Linked DNA regions of Gossypium raimondii: region 2 is linked to region 1. Evidence: chromatin contacts called from public Hi-C data. All regions are on one chromosome and are shown on one strand. The core of a region is the stretch at or near the end of the contact, and the rest is flanking DNA. Distances in the headings are between cores, read along the strand shown.

Region 1 (6,797 bases), core at 3,450-5,949:
TCTAAACTTTCACAATAATGTTGGGGTCAGCCATGCCATGTGAAAAAAAACCCAACTTTGGGTGTTGATCATAAGAGGAGATGAGGGGAAAGGTATGGCAGATAATATATAAGGTGGTAAGTCTACCAAACTTCCATCTCCTGGTCGGTGCTTTTATCGTTGTGGGGTGCAATTTCTAGTACAGAATTTGAGAAGTGGGACCCTTTCATTTACTTGGAATTTGGAAACATAATTATTAGTTTCATTTGTGTAAAATTTGACAAATTCCGGATTTCTCAACTCTTGTAATGCAATTACATTTTCCTAGGAATTGCTTTGGAAATGGGGAAGGGATATTGTATCATTAGTAATCCAAATTACGCCTTCTACTTAATTTTTTTTACTTAAAATTTCTCACACACTTTGATTTATTTTGGACGTAATACTTTTAGTATTTAAATATATTTCAAAATAATAATATAAAAACCTGGTAGTTTTATAAAATTTTCAGGTATCTTCATATTCTTTTAGTTTTTTTCTCTTTTTTTTGTATTTTCTTAATGTTTTAAAAATTTAGATAAAATAATCAGGCATTTTAAAAAATTTACAATTTTTGTACTTTTCAAAATATTTTTTCTTCTTTAAAAGGGCTTCTTTCATCTTCAATAAAACTACCGATTTTGCTCATTTTGCTCTGATCTCTTATTATTATTATTATTATTATTATTATTATTATCTCTCACTCATTTTTATAGGCATAATTGTAAAAAAAAATCCTCAATGTTTGGAGGCTTTTGGTTTTGTACCTTTAACCTTTTTATTTTTTAATTGACACCCTTTTTCAGAAATTAGTCTACTTTTAACAGTTAATGTGAGTTGATCATTAATAAAACTGTAGGTCAACATAGTAGCTCATGTGACATGCCACATAAGCGCACGACGTCATATATGATGTCATTTATTTAACTTTTTTTTAATTTTGTTTCTATTTTCTTTCTTCTTCCCTCTTTCTCTTTCCCCCCGCAAATCACACCATTGGATTCTTCTAAAACCCAAAGCTTTAAATTTGCTCTTTAATTAATAATTTAAAGCAAACACCTTTAAACACCCTTTATTTTCAGGGGAATGGTAGTGCCGGATTCGAGCTGTCCCTATGGACTCAAATTGATGATAAACGATTACCCATACGCCGTTGATGGGTTAGAAATCTGGACCGCCATTGAAACCTGGGTAACCGAGTACTGTTCTTTCTACTAGCCATCAGATGAAACAGTTAAAAACAACACTGAAATCCAATCATGGTGGTCGGAGGTCAAAAACGAAGGCCACGGCAATTTAAGAAAAGAACCATGGTGGCTGGAGATGAACACATTAGCTGGTCTCACCCAAGCATGTACCATCATCATATAGATAGCTTCCGTTTTCCACGCAGCTGCCAATTTCAGACAATACCCATACGCCGGATACCTCCCAAACAGACCAACAGTCAGCCGTCGGTTCATGTCGGAACCAGGCACCAAAGAATACGACGAGCTCAAAAACGACCTAGATTTGGCTTTCTTGAAAACAATCACCGCACAGTTCCAAACTTTACTGGGTCTATCACTTATAGAAGTCTTATCAAGGCATGCAACCGATGAAATATACTTGGGGCAAAGAGATACGGCAGAATGGACCACCGAAGATGAACCCTTAGCCGCATTTGAAAGATTCGGGAATAAACTAGTGGAAATTGAGAGTAGGATTATGGAAAGAAACAATGATAGTAAATTGAAGAACAGAGTTGGACCGGTGAAGGTGTCGTATACATTATTGTATCCTAATACATCGGATTATAGCAGAGATGGTGGGCTTACAGGGAAGGGAATCCCCAATAGTATCTCGATATAAAGCTCTTTGCCATTGGCAAGCTTTCCATGGCAGGAAAGTATCGATTTATGGGTATATAATAGGTTTGGGTTTTAGAAGAATCCTTGAATGGTGTGAGTTAGAGGGAAGAGAGAAAGAGAGAAGAAAAAATAAAATGGACACAAAATGAAAAAAAAAAAAAGATGATGTCATATATGACATCATTTGCTTACGTGGCATATCACATGGGCTACTATGTTGACCTACAGTTTGATTAACGGTCAATTCATGTTGACCGTTAAAAGTGGACTGATTTTTAAAAAAATCGTAACGTTGAGAGTATCAATCAAAAAGTAAAAAGCTTAAGGGCATAAAACCAAAACCCTCAATCGTTGAGGGTTTTTTTTTATAGAATTATTCCAATTTTATACACTACATAGATGATTCATTTGCATTCACCTAGTTTAAATGTTTTTTTAATGTTTACTTCAATAATTACGTGGTTTGCTTGGAATTTTTTTCTGGCTTGATAATGTTTCTTATTTGAAAATAATTGGTAAAAAAATCTATTCATTCCCTCCTAATTTTAAAATTGAATAAATTGGCCCATCGAAAAATTTAAAGTAATTTAATCCTTATCAAGTTCGAAAGTGAGCAACTAAAGACAATTAATCCTGACGTTAATATTTTCCAACAATTGTTCACGATTTTGATTGGTATAATAACAAATTTAACCCACAATGTTTACACATTCTATCAATTTGGTCCTAATTAACAAATTTATCCTCCCACATTTGTGTAAATGTGTAAATATTGAGGCTAAGTTTTTTGAATTTTTTAGAATTAAGGCCAAAATGACACAATATATAAACATTGATTCTAAATTTGTCATTATACCAATCAAAATCATATACAATTGATGGAAGGCATTAACTCTGTGATTAATTGTCCTTAGTTGCTCTAAATTTTTTTAAGAAAGACTAATTTGCTTAATTTCGAAATTGAAAAGGATTCAAAAGGTAATTAAAAAAAAAACTCTTGGTTTTAATCTGTTAACATGAGCTTCAAAGGAAAGAGAGAGATTTCTCCGGGTTTTCAATTCCATGACTTATTTTAGGGATTTGTTTAAGTAAAAACCATTTTAATTGCTATTGTTCGTTATTATGTCTTTTTTTTTAATTCCTTGAGGTTTTGTGAAGATTTGATATGTTTGTACTTGATTTTCTATGCTTCGATATTTATGTATTACTAAAAGAGAACGCTTTTAGTGAACCTATTAAAATAATGTGCAGGTTAATTTGAATATGGACGTTTATTTATCTAAGTTTATTTTGAATATGAAATAATTTGTATATATTTTTTATAAATTTATACATTTTAAAGATTTTTGTTTTTATTTATTTATTTGTTTTATGTTATAATTTTAAACTGCACACGTTGTTGTGTTATTAGTTATTAATGTCACTTCATCACATTTCAATATTGTTATAGTAAAAGTGTAACGGATTCTGGTAATTAAAATTTTAAAAAGAAAATTAATAAGTGACTAGGTTAACGCAAATTAGAATCCCAATTTTGTTAATTAGGCCCATAATTTAGAAGACCAATTGGGTTGGTTTATGCTTGAAAGTCTAGCCCAGTAATGCTATATTTTTGTTTAGCCATTTTAGGAAGAGTATGGCCTCATTAGGTTCTAGAAACTGGACCATAGTAGCGCATAGCTCATATGCAGGCCTACAAGTCCTGATGGTATGCAAATAATAAATGAATTTTCATCTAATTAGATTAAAGTTAACTGTAAATATGCATCCAATAACTGTAACAGTAAAATTTATCCATTGAATGAGCGATTCTTTCAACCAAACTAATGAATCATTCATCGTTCATCACTGAATAAGGGGAAATGGCTCATCCAATGGAATGGTCTACTCCTTTTCATTTTATAGTTGATATAAAAAAATAACTAATTCCTACAACATTGAATAGCAAATATATATATTTTTAGATTCACCTTTAAAAATATTTTGTATAATTAAATAAATAATATATCATATCATATTAAATAAAAATTTAAATTATATTATATTAAATATAATTATATAAATAATAAAATATAATTTCATAATTTTAATAAAAAATATTTTATCACTTAAATATAGAGGTCGGGTTGAACTATGACTCGATTTTTAAAAAAATCAAATCTAGGCTCATTTTTAGGTCGACCCAACCCAACATGTTTGCACGTTTCACTGTTCAAATACTAATAAAAAATAATTTTATTCCTTTATAATTAAACTTAAACTTTAAATTATTTTTATTATTTAGACTGAACTCAGGTCGAACTTAGCAATTTTAGAAACAAAGATCTTTTTTCAAGTCCGACCCAAGTCAAATTAAGCCTACTACACCATGTGGGCCATTCGATTCATGAATAAATCTAGTTATATATATTTAAATATTTTACAATAAAATATATCATTTAGCATGAGCTAAGTTGCAATACCTTTGGATACCTTCAAACTAAACAATCATGACCTATCTTCGTTGAGACCTGCGTACACAAGAAACACATTTCCACGCTAGGCATTAAATGGTTAATGGTACTAGCACAATTTGAATTGAAAATAATAAAACATTTAAACAATCAAACATGCTAATAAATCACTTTGCTAAATTAATAAGTTAACATCACTTCTCAACACGTCATTTATAAATAATTACATCATGTTAAATCCCATGTTTCAAAAGATTATGTAGACAAAGCTCAACATCACGAAGAAAGAGTTGGAAAAACAGTTGTTTCAACTTAATGAAGAAGTTCTTACGGACGAGATTCTAGGGGATATTGTGGAGACAAAGCTGTAAATTAATATGAAGGTGGACAGAGAGGAGCTTTATTGGGAACAGAGAGCTCAAGCGAATTGGCTGAAAAATAGGGATAGGAATACCCATTTTTTTCACCAATCAGCAACGGATCGGAGTAGGAAGAATAAGGTGGAAGAATTAGTGGATGGCGAGGGTAATAGTTATGCGAACAATGATGCTTTATTACGGTTGGCCACTGATTATTTTACTTCTTTATTTACAGCGAAAAGTGTTGGAGATCCAAGCTCAATTTTGGAAGGTGTTGAGCCATGTATTTCTCAACAGATGAACGAGGACCTTGAGAAGGAGTTTACATATGAAGAGGTGTGTTCAACTCTTAAAGCCATGAGCCCGTTAAAAGCTTCTAGCGAAGATGGGATAGGGGCGATTTTCTACCATAGGTTTTGGCATATTGTGGGTAAAGATGTAGCTAATTTCTGTATTGAGACGATGCAGGGGTTTATAATATGGCTGAAATTAACAATACAAGAATTGTTTTAATTCCCAAGGTCAGTTCTCCTCGGTGCATGACTCAATTTAGACCTATTAGTCTTTGTAATATTTTATATAAAATCATTTCAAAGATGTTGGTGAATAGGTTTCAAAAGATACTCAATGTATGTATTGATGAAGCACAGAGTGCTTTTGTACTTGGAAGACTCATTACGGATAATATCATAGCTGCATATGAAACTTTACATTCTATGAAGAGAAAACGTATTGGGAGGAAAGGGTTATTTGCGTTAAAACTAGATATGAGTAAAGCTTATGACCGGGTCGAATGAAATTTTGTGCATGTTATGCTTCGAAGGATAGGGTTTTCGGATAGGTGGATTGAGAAAGTTATGGGTTGTGTGACATCGGTCTCGTATTCTGTGGTTATGAATGGGGAGGTGTATGAGTTATTTTTCCCGTCACAAGGCCTTCGCCAAGGGGACCCTATTAGTCCTTATTTATTCCTTATATGTGATGAAGGATTGTCGACTCTTCTTAGAAGGGCTGTGTCAAGGGGAGTTCTTAATGGCTTTCGGGTTAGTAGGCAAGCCCCACGAATCACTCATTTGTTTTTTACAAATGATAGCCTTATCTTTGGAGATGCGTCTATCAATGGAGCAATGGTGATCAAAGAAATTTTAGAGGCCTATGCTAAGTGTTCTGGTCAGGAAGTCAATCTTGACAAGTCAGGGTCATTTTTAAGTTCCAATGTTGACCAGTTTAACAGAGATAATGTTTGTAGAGTTCTGGGGGTTAATAGGAATCTAAACCTGGAGAATTACCTTGGTCTCCCATCAATGGTGGGGCGTAACAAACAGAAGGCTTTTAAGGAACTTAAAGAAAAGATAATAAAAAGAGTCTCTAGTTGGAGCTCGAGATTACTTTCCATAAGGGGAGGGAGGTCCTTATCAGAGTTGTACTCCAGGCTATTCCACTATATGTTATGAATTGTTTTCTGTTACCATCAGCAGTTTGTAGGGATTTAGAAGCGGTCATGGCTCGATTCTGGTGGCAAAAGAAAGCAGGGAAAAAAGGGCTTCATTGGTGTTCGTGGAAGAAGCTGTCGGTACCAAAAGAGGAGGGCGGGATGGGCTTCCGAGATTTGGCCAAATTCAATATCGCACTTCTTGCTAAACAGGGTTGGCATCTTATGGAAAATTTGAGTTCCTTACTTGCGCGTTTGCTCAAAGCAAAGTACTATAGGGGATCAGATTTTATGGAAGCCTCTTTAGGAGCGAATCCATCATTTTTTTGGAGAAGTATCTGGTGTGCTAAAGGCCTGTTAGGGTCTGGTTTGAAGTGGAGAATTGGGTCTGGAACATCGATGTCAATATAGAAAGATCATTGGTTGCCGGGAAAAGCTCAACATTCTATTTCTACTGATAAGGTGGCTGGTTTGGATTGGGTGGCTGAGTTAATTCTAAAGGAACCTAATCGTTGGAATAGAGATCTTATTTACTCAACTTTTTCGGTGGAAGAAGCTGACCAGATTATGAGTCTACCTATTCCCACTACTGATCAATCAGATAAAGTAGTTTGGTTTAGCGAAAATTCGGGTATCTATTCTGTAAAGAGTGGATATAAAATGTTGATAACTCTAATGTGAGCAT
Region 2 (6,487 bases), core at 2,886-5,385, 180 kb before region 1:
AATCGCAGTTCTGCTTTCCAATCGGTTGCAGAGAAGATCGTTCCCACAGCTTCGAATTTGTCCGACAAGTATAACTGTTTGGTTAAAGACATGAGCGGGAAAGGATATCCTGTGTTTGCGTATCTGCCATTGATTCCGGTTGGTGAGCTGAGAAAAGCTGTCAAGCAAGCTGAAGCCAAGGACAAAGCACGTGTCACTGCCGACACTCGTAAATCGGATTCCGATTCTGGTTCGGGTTCGGGTTCAGGTTCCGATTCGGATTCAGGTTAGGGAACTTTTTCTTTGGTTTGTCTCGTCTCATGAACTCAAGAATCTGATGCTCTAAATCATAACTTTTTTCTCTATAAAAAAATGCTCATAAATCAAATATTTCATATTTGACGGTTCCGCCATTGTAAAGTTGGATGCTTATTTTAACTCTTTGCAATGTATAAATCAAATATGAATTGCTCATTTAGGTGCATGCTTTTATTTGGTGTTTAATCTCTGGATTTATGGCTAGTTTGATGCTCAATTCTTCATTTTTGAATAAGATTGTTCGCTTATCCAACAACTATAGCACTAGACACCATCTTAACATCATATACCTTCCTCGAGTGAGACTTTGGTTAACTCTTCCTCCTCAACACTGAAAATAGTAAGAATTAATAGCAAAAAAGCGAATCAATATTATATGATAGGCAAAGATGACATGAACCAACAATAAAAAAGATTGAATTGAATGTAGAGGTAGAATCCTGTTCCTAAGAAAGCACTGGATCCGATTTGGTTGATAAACAAGACCCAAACCAAAAGTACTATCCTGCCCAATTTGATTTATATAATTGCACTAGTTGTATGTGTTACAAATCAAATGAAGGAGAAGAACAGGATGTGATGGTTAAAAGAATGTTATTTTGTTCCATTTTCAGATTCACTAGCTTTGTTTTATGGCGCAGCTGCACAAGCAAAAGATATGGTCAAACTTTCCTCCTAGCCTTGGTCCATTTTAGTAATACTCGATTTTCCAAATGTCTTGTTTGAGAAAATGCTACAAAGCCTAGGGTGCTGCTTATTTTGTTTTTGTATACCACAAATAATTGGGTTTCACAACATCCCAATATATTTTCATAATTTCATTTATCAAGTCAGTATCAATTTATTATATATAAAATCCAAATTTTGCTATTAGGCTTTGGATTAAGCATAAATTAGGCAGGGCAAATATAAGGGGCATTGCCCTTGCCCTTCTTCCAACCGTAAAATTACTTTGTAAGTATCTTAGAAATTTTTAAAATTATGATAAAAGTATTTTTTTTATCCTTCAAATTTTTATAATTTAATTCTAGCCTCCACTTAAATTTTTTTCTACCTCCACCCCTTAAACTAGGGATGTAATTTATCTAATTAGGACGATTTTAATTATTACACTTTTGAAGTTTGAAATTTCAATCTTTCATTAAATCAAATTCTATTGTTAGTCTTGTACTATGCATAAGTTGTGGATATAATCCATATTCTCCAATTTTATCGTTTTAGACACTATACTTTTTCATATTTTGAAATTTTACTCAAATATCCATTAAATCCATTAGAGAAGTGATTCATTTGTAGTTATTACATGAAAATAATAAGCTAACATAGAATTACACATTTGATAATGTGCTTGCCGCATTAAGATTTTGGAAATATTATTTAATTTAACTTATCATTTGTGTTGGGATTGAAATTTAAAATGAAAAACAGAAGGTTGAAAAAATCAAATCAAATTAAAGTGCAAAAAGTAAATTGATTAAGTTAAGCATAGTCTAAGCATAATTGGAATTTCCAGAATAAATAAAAGTCAACTTCCGTCCTTACCAATAAATCTACAAGTACTTACATTGTCTTCATTGGAACAAAAATTGTAATAGTTTCGACATTTTTAAATTTAAAATCTTAAATGATTTTGGATATTAGATACGGTTTCGAATTTTGTTTTGTGAATCAAATTAAAGTTTATGGCAATTTGATCTAAGCAGGCAGTCCAATTTCCAAAATTATGTTAATATTGAAAAAAGAAAGAAAAAAGAGAAAGGAATATAAGACTAGAAATTACCGAAATTAAGCTGAACATGGCTCTATAGTGTACAAGTGGGATTAAAACAAAAAAGAAAAGAACCAAAGCCCACCCCCCCGGGGGACCATTTTTCCGATTAACCCCTCCTCTATACAATCCACATAGAACTAAAACTGTGTCGTTTCAGCGACTATCGTCATCGTAAAAGTTGATTTTTAACCTCCAAATACCCAACCAAAACTGGCCTCCTGTTCTCCATTTCCACCTTTTTTTTTTTCCTTCTCGTGGCTTAAACCTAATAGTAATAAATTAATTACCATAAGCAGTTAATCGTTTTTAACTTTCGGCGATGACGTCATCGTTCCCATGTCCCGCACCGTTACCCTCGCCACCATCGCCTTCTTCATCAAGCCATCGCTCTACCGGCGCGCACTCGGCTTTGTGGCGCAGCTTCCAATCAAGCGCTTGGCAAGCGCGTGAGCAGTAATTCACAGCCCCACAAACGGAACACCTCCGAAACTCGTGCTTTCTTGTCTCCGGCCTCCCACAACCGACGTGGGAGCATAGCCTCAAGCCCGGGCCTGGTATCCCGCCCCGAGCCCCGAACCACTCTGCTAAGAACTTGCTAGACGGATGCGCCTCGGGAGCCGGCACATTGCATCCAAAATCGCTCAGCAACGGGCATCCCGGCACGGCCTGATGACGGTGGTTATGGCGAGGGTTAGGATGCGGGATAGGGTGTGGGCTCCAAGTGAGCCAAGACCGCGTAAAGTTGTTAGAAGCAGCCGCTGATGATAAAACTGTCGCTAGCTCTCGGGCGTTGGCTTGGACAAGAAACCGACGGCCCTTGGCGACGTTTTGCCGAACACCGTACCCGTCCTGTAGGCAGTGACCGAGCTCACGGAGGGCGTCGATGTGGCCAAGAAAAGCAGCACGAGCGCACAAGGCCACACCGGCTCTAAGATCCTTGTCGTTTTTGGAACCGCCGCTGCCATTGAATTGAATCACAGCTAAGGAGTAAAGCGCTGGCGCGTGGGAGCTAATCGCCGCCTTAGCCATAAGAGAGGCTCCACTCTCTCGATTTTCTAAGCAGTAGAAAAGAATCTGTTGCAAATCATAACAGTTAACTCGTTAGAGAATATTTATATTATTGTTCTTGAATTAAACTTAATAAATTTTAGTAACCAAAAAAAAAATATCGGGCAGTAAAATAAAAATATATTCTTTTTCAGAAACTCACCATGCCGAGCGTGTAACAAGCTTCAACATTTCCGGCATCAGCGCAGTTCTTCAAGAACCTGTGAGCTGACTCCGACCAGCTTTTGGCTTTAATTGCAAACATTTTTGGAGAGGCTTTGGATAATACCAGAGGACGAACTGCTAAACTATTCAATCTCTTGCATCTGTTTAACAAACAAATAAGTAAAAATTAGTAAGAAAAATAAATGAATAAAATCCAAACTTTCCCCTCAGAAACAAGCAAGTCGACGTACACAATCAAAACGTTGGCGAAATCGGAAGGACAAGCCGCGGTAGAGCTTAGTTTGGAGAGAATAGAAATGACAAGATCATCGGGCAAAACATCAAAGAAATCTCTCTTTCCGGCAATACCCGGCGAGAGTCTTCGCCGTTTCCGGCAAGCCATATTATCACCGGCGAAATCCCTCCTTTCAAAAACTATGTCATCTAAACAAACATGGGCTCTGGGGTAAGAAATCCCTCTCCTTGTTCTCATTTCTCTCTCGTTCTCTATCACTACATCGGAAATCAATCTACCCAGATGATCTTAAAATCTGTGCATTCATCATCAGTCTTTTACTTTCTCGATCTTCTTTTCTTTCCCTTAGCGGCTCGAGAGACATAAAAACTGAAACCTTATATAAAAGAATGGGGAAACACAAACAAAGCCTTAAAAGGAAGAGATCAAATAAAAACAACAACGACGACAGAACCGAATCAAATAAAAATATTAAATAAACAGTGAAACACCTGTTTGGTACGCTTAATTACATTCTTAACCCTGGACAGTAATAGTTTCTACGGTCAAACTCCGTTGACCCAGATCCTCTGTTTCGTCATCGGTTTTAATACTGATGAAATCAAGGGGGAAAAAAACTCTGAGCACTGTTTTTATCCCTTCTTTTTTTCACCTGAACTTGAAGAAGACATATGAAAGAGGTAGCTAAGAGAGGTAAAAAGAAATGGATTTACCTTATCATCTCTTATATATTTATTAATTGGTGCAGGTGAAAGAAAAATGCTTGTGGGTTTGTTTTGAAAGCGGTTAAATTTGTTGCAAGTAAAACAACTAACTTCGGTTATTTTTCTGTAATTCAGTTTTGCTATTGTTTAAAAAGAAAATTAATCAACGTAATTCCGGCGCGTGAACACCGCCGACCGTTTTGGGATCTTGGTTCGAAAGTGCTTGCCACGCTCTTTGGCTGCGGATGGGGGAAACTTCCATCTTGTTTACAAACTCAGGGTTCTACGACTATAAGGAGGTCAAACGTATGAATCAGCACGAACAAATGTTCAGTTACTCTTCCTTTGTTTGTTTTATTACTTGCCCATTTATTTCCAAGTTTCTTTTTTCCGTCTTTGCCCTTTTAATTAACTAAAACCGAAGTAAAATCTCAATCTTACTTCAATGATCAATCCTACCACTACTTGTTTTACTTTTACCAGTTACCCCTGAAGTTTTATAAGAGACCAAATAATAATGGTATAGTTTGAAAGGATCCCTGTACTATAAATTTAGCAACAAAGTAGATTTTTATTATAAAATGGAGCAATTTTAATTTTACATATTTACTTATCAACTGCGATAATTTTTGGATAAAGTTGGTTTTATAATCAATATAATTTTTTTGATTTTTTAAACTATAATCATAATAATGCACTTTAAAACATAATAAATAAGTAGTTTTAGCGACCAAGGTTATCAGCGCTTAAGATTTCTCTTTACTTTATCTTAAAAAATCACTTTACTTGCTTCAAAATTAAATCATCACTTTTATATTAAATAGATTAATTTATTCTTAAACTTAAAATATTCTATTAAATTTTACCTTCAATCACGTGTTTGTTTTACGATAATAGAATTTTAGTCTCATAATTCATATGGTCTTAAGCAATTTCTTATTTTCAAATTTGTTTAAATCAAACTTACTTTTACAACTAAAAATTCACAAAGCAAATTCTCCAAGGTATCGAAATAAAACAAAAGCAAACTTAAAGCGAATGAGCAACAAAAGAATTGAAAAGCCACAAAAAAATAATGCACATAAAGTGTTTAAGTAAATGCTCTCAAATATATTCTATATCTATGAATGAAATTATTACAAATGAAGTACATATCTCTATTTATGATCAAGCTCCCCCAAATCTAACGGTACAGATTGAATTATACCAATGACTGAGGTTAGTGTCTATCTATTAAATGAGATTCCTAAATAATTTAAACCCTATACAATATTATCTCTTAAATTTTACAATATTTACTTTTGTAGCTCTAATTTTACTGTAATATTTAATTGAGCTGCTAAAATTTTAAATAAATAATTTTTTTATGTTTCACGAATTAAATCAATTTAAGTAAATCAAATAAACCACCTTAATTAATTCACCTTCATAAAACATTATGCGAGTATTCGTCATAAATTTTAATTCAGGACTTGTAACACATATAGTTAGTTGTCAACATTACTACGCATAGAAAGAAAAGATAAATATCCTCTACATAAAACATTATAATTTAATATAGTATTTGTCAATTGACATCATTATTCCTATTTTCATTATTTTATAATACTAATCTGATTGAATAAAATGTTTTGATTTAATATAGAATATTATTAAATGATCAAATAATAAAATTCTTAAATTAGTCGAAACCCTCAAATAGAGTTACACTTTGGTTATTAAATAAAAATCAAATTATTAAAGTTTAGTGAAAACTGAAAAGTAAGATTTAAACCAAAAAGAAAAAAGAAAAAGATGATAAAAGTGAAAAGGAATGACGTGGATCTCAAGAAGTGATGTCGACCACTTCTATCATGCCACGCGGAGCCCACTTGTCTCCAGTTCCAGTTTTCTCGAAGTGAAGAAGGAAGAAAACACACATTTTTGGAGCGCCAACTCCTTTTCCTTTTTTTTTTTCTTTCTAAAATATGCATATATATATCATGGAATTATGATGTGCCCGGCAATTGCCGTAGCCAAATTTGGTTCATCTAAGTACTCTGGATGTCAAAGTTCGAGTATAACGTACCTTCTAGATGCGGTAAGTTAACATCGTTGTACTGCAGTATTGCTCACCCTTCTTTTTTCTTCATTGCACCAACGGATTTCGTTGGTTGTTTGAACTTGATTATTGTGATTTTTTATTATTTATTATGATGTATTTTAAATATATATTTTTAGAGGTATCTTAACATGTATTGATGTCAA

What was found. Hi-C and Micro-C count contacts between places; a contact is called where the count stands out from the background.
Region 2: a contact with region 1 is called in a Hi-C map of leaf, with 2.2 times the contacts expected there. The contact joins the promoter of LOC105785758 here to the promoter of LOC105787003 in region 1. A contact is called at or near these places in 2 of 2 Hi-C or Micro-C datasets (both in leaf).

The regions. Positions count from the first base shown.
Region 1 is chr1:38,058,789-38,065,585 of ASM2569854v1, reverse strand. It overlaps LOC105787003, which reads left to right and starts at 4,699. Exons shown (of 4, transcript XM_012613467.2): 1 at 4,699-5,150; 2 at 5,291-5,425; 3 at 5,522-5,994; 4 at 6,159-6,523. The coding sequence starts at 4,699. The coding sequence ends at 6,523.
Region 2 is chr1:38,233,884-38,240,370 of ASM2569854v1, reverse strand. It overlaps LOC105785758 (F-box protein At1g67340), which reads right to left and starts at 4,135. Exons shown (of 3, transcript XM_012611908.2): 1 at 3,532-4,135; 2 at 3,279-3,441; 3 at 2,052-3,142. The coding sequence starts at 3,773. The coding sequence ends at 2,375. It overlaps LOC105785759 (REF/SRPP-like protein At1g67360), which reads left to right. Exons shown (of 3, transcript XM_012611909.2): 3 at 1-453. The coding sequence ends at 270.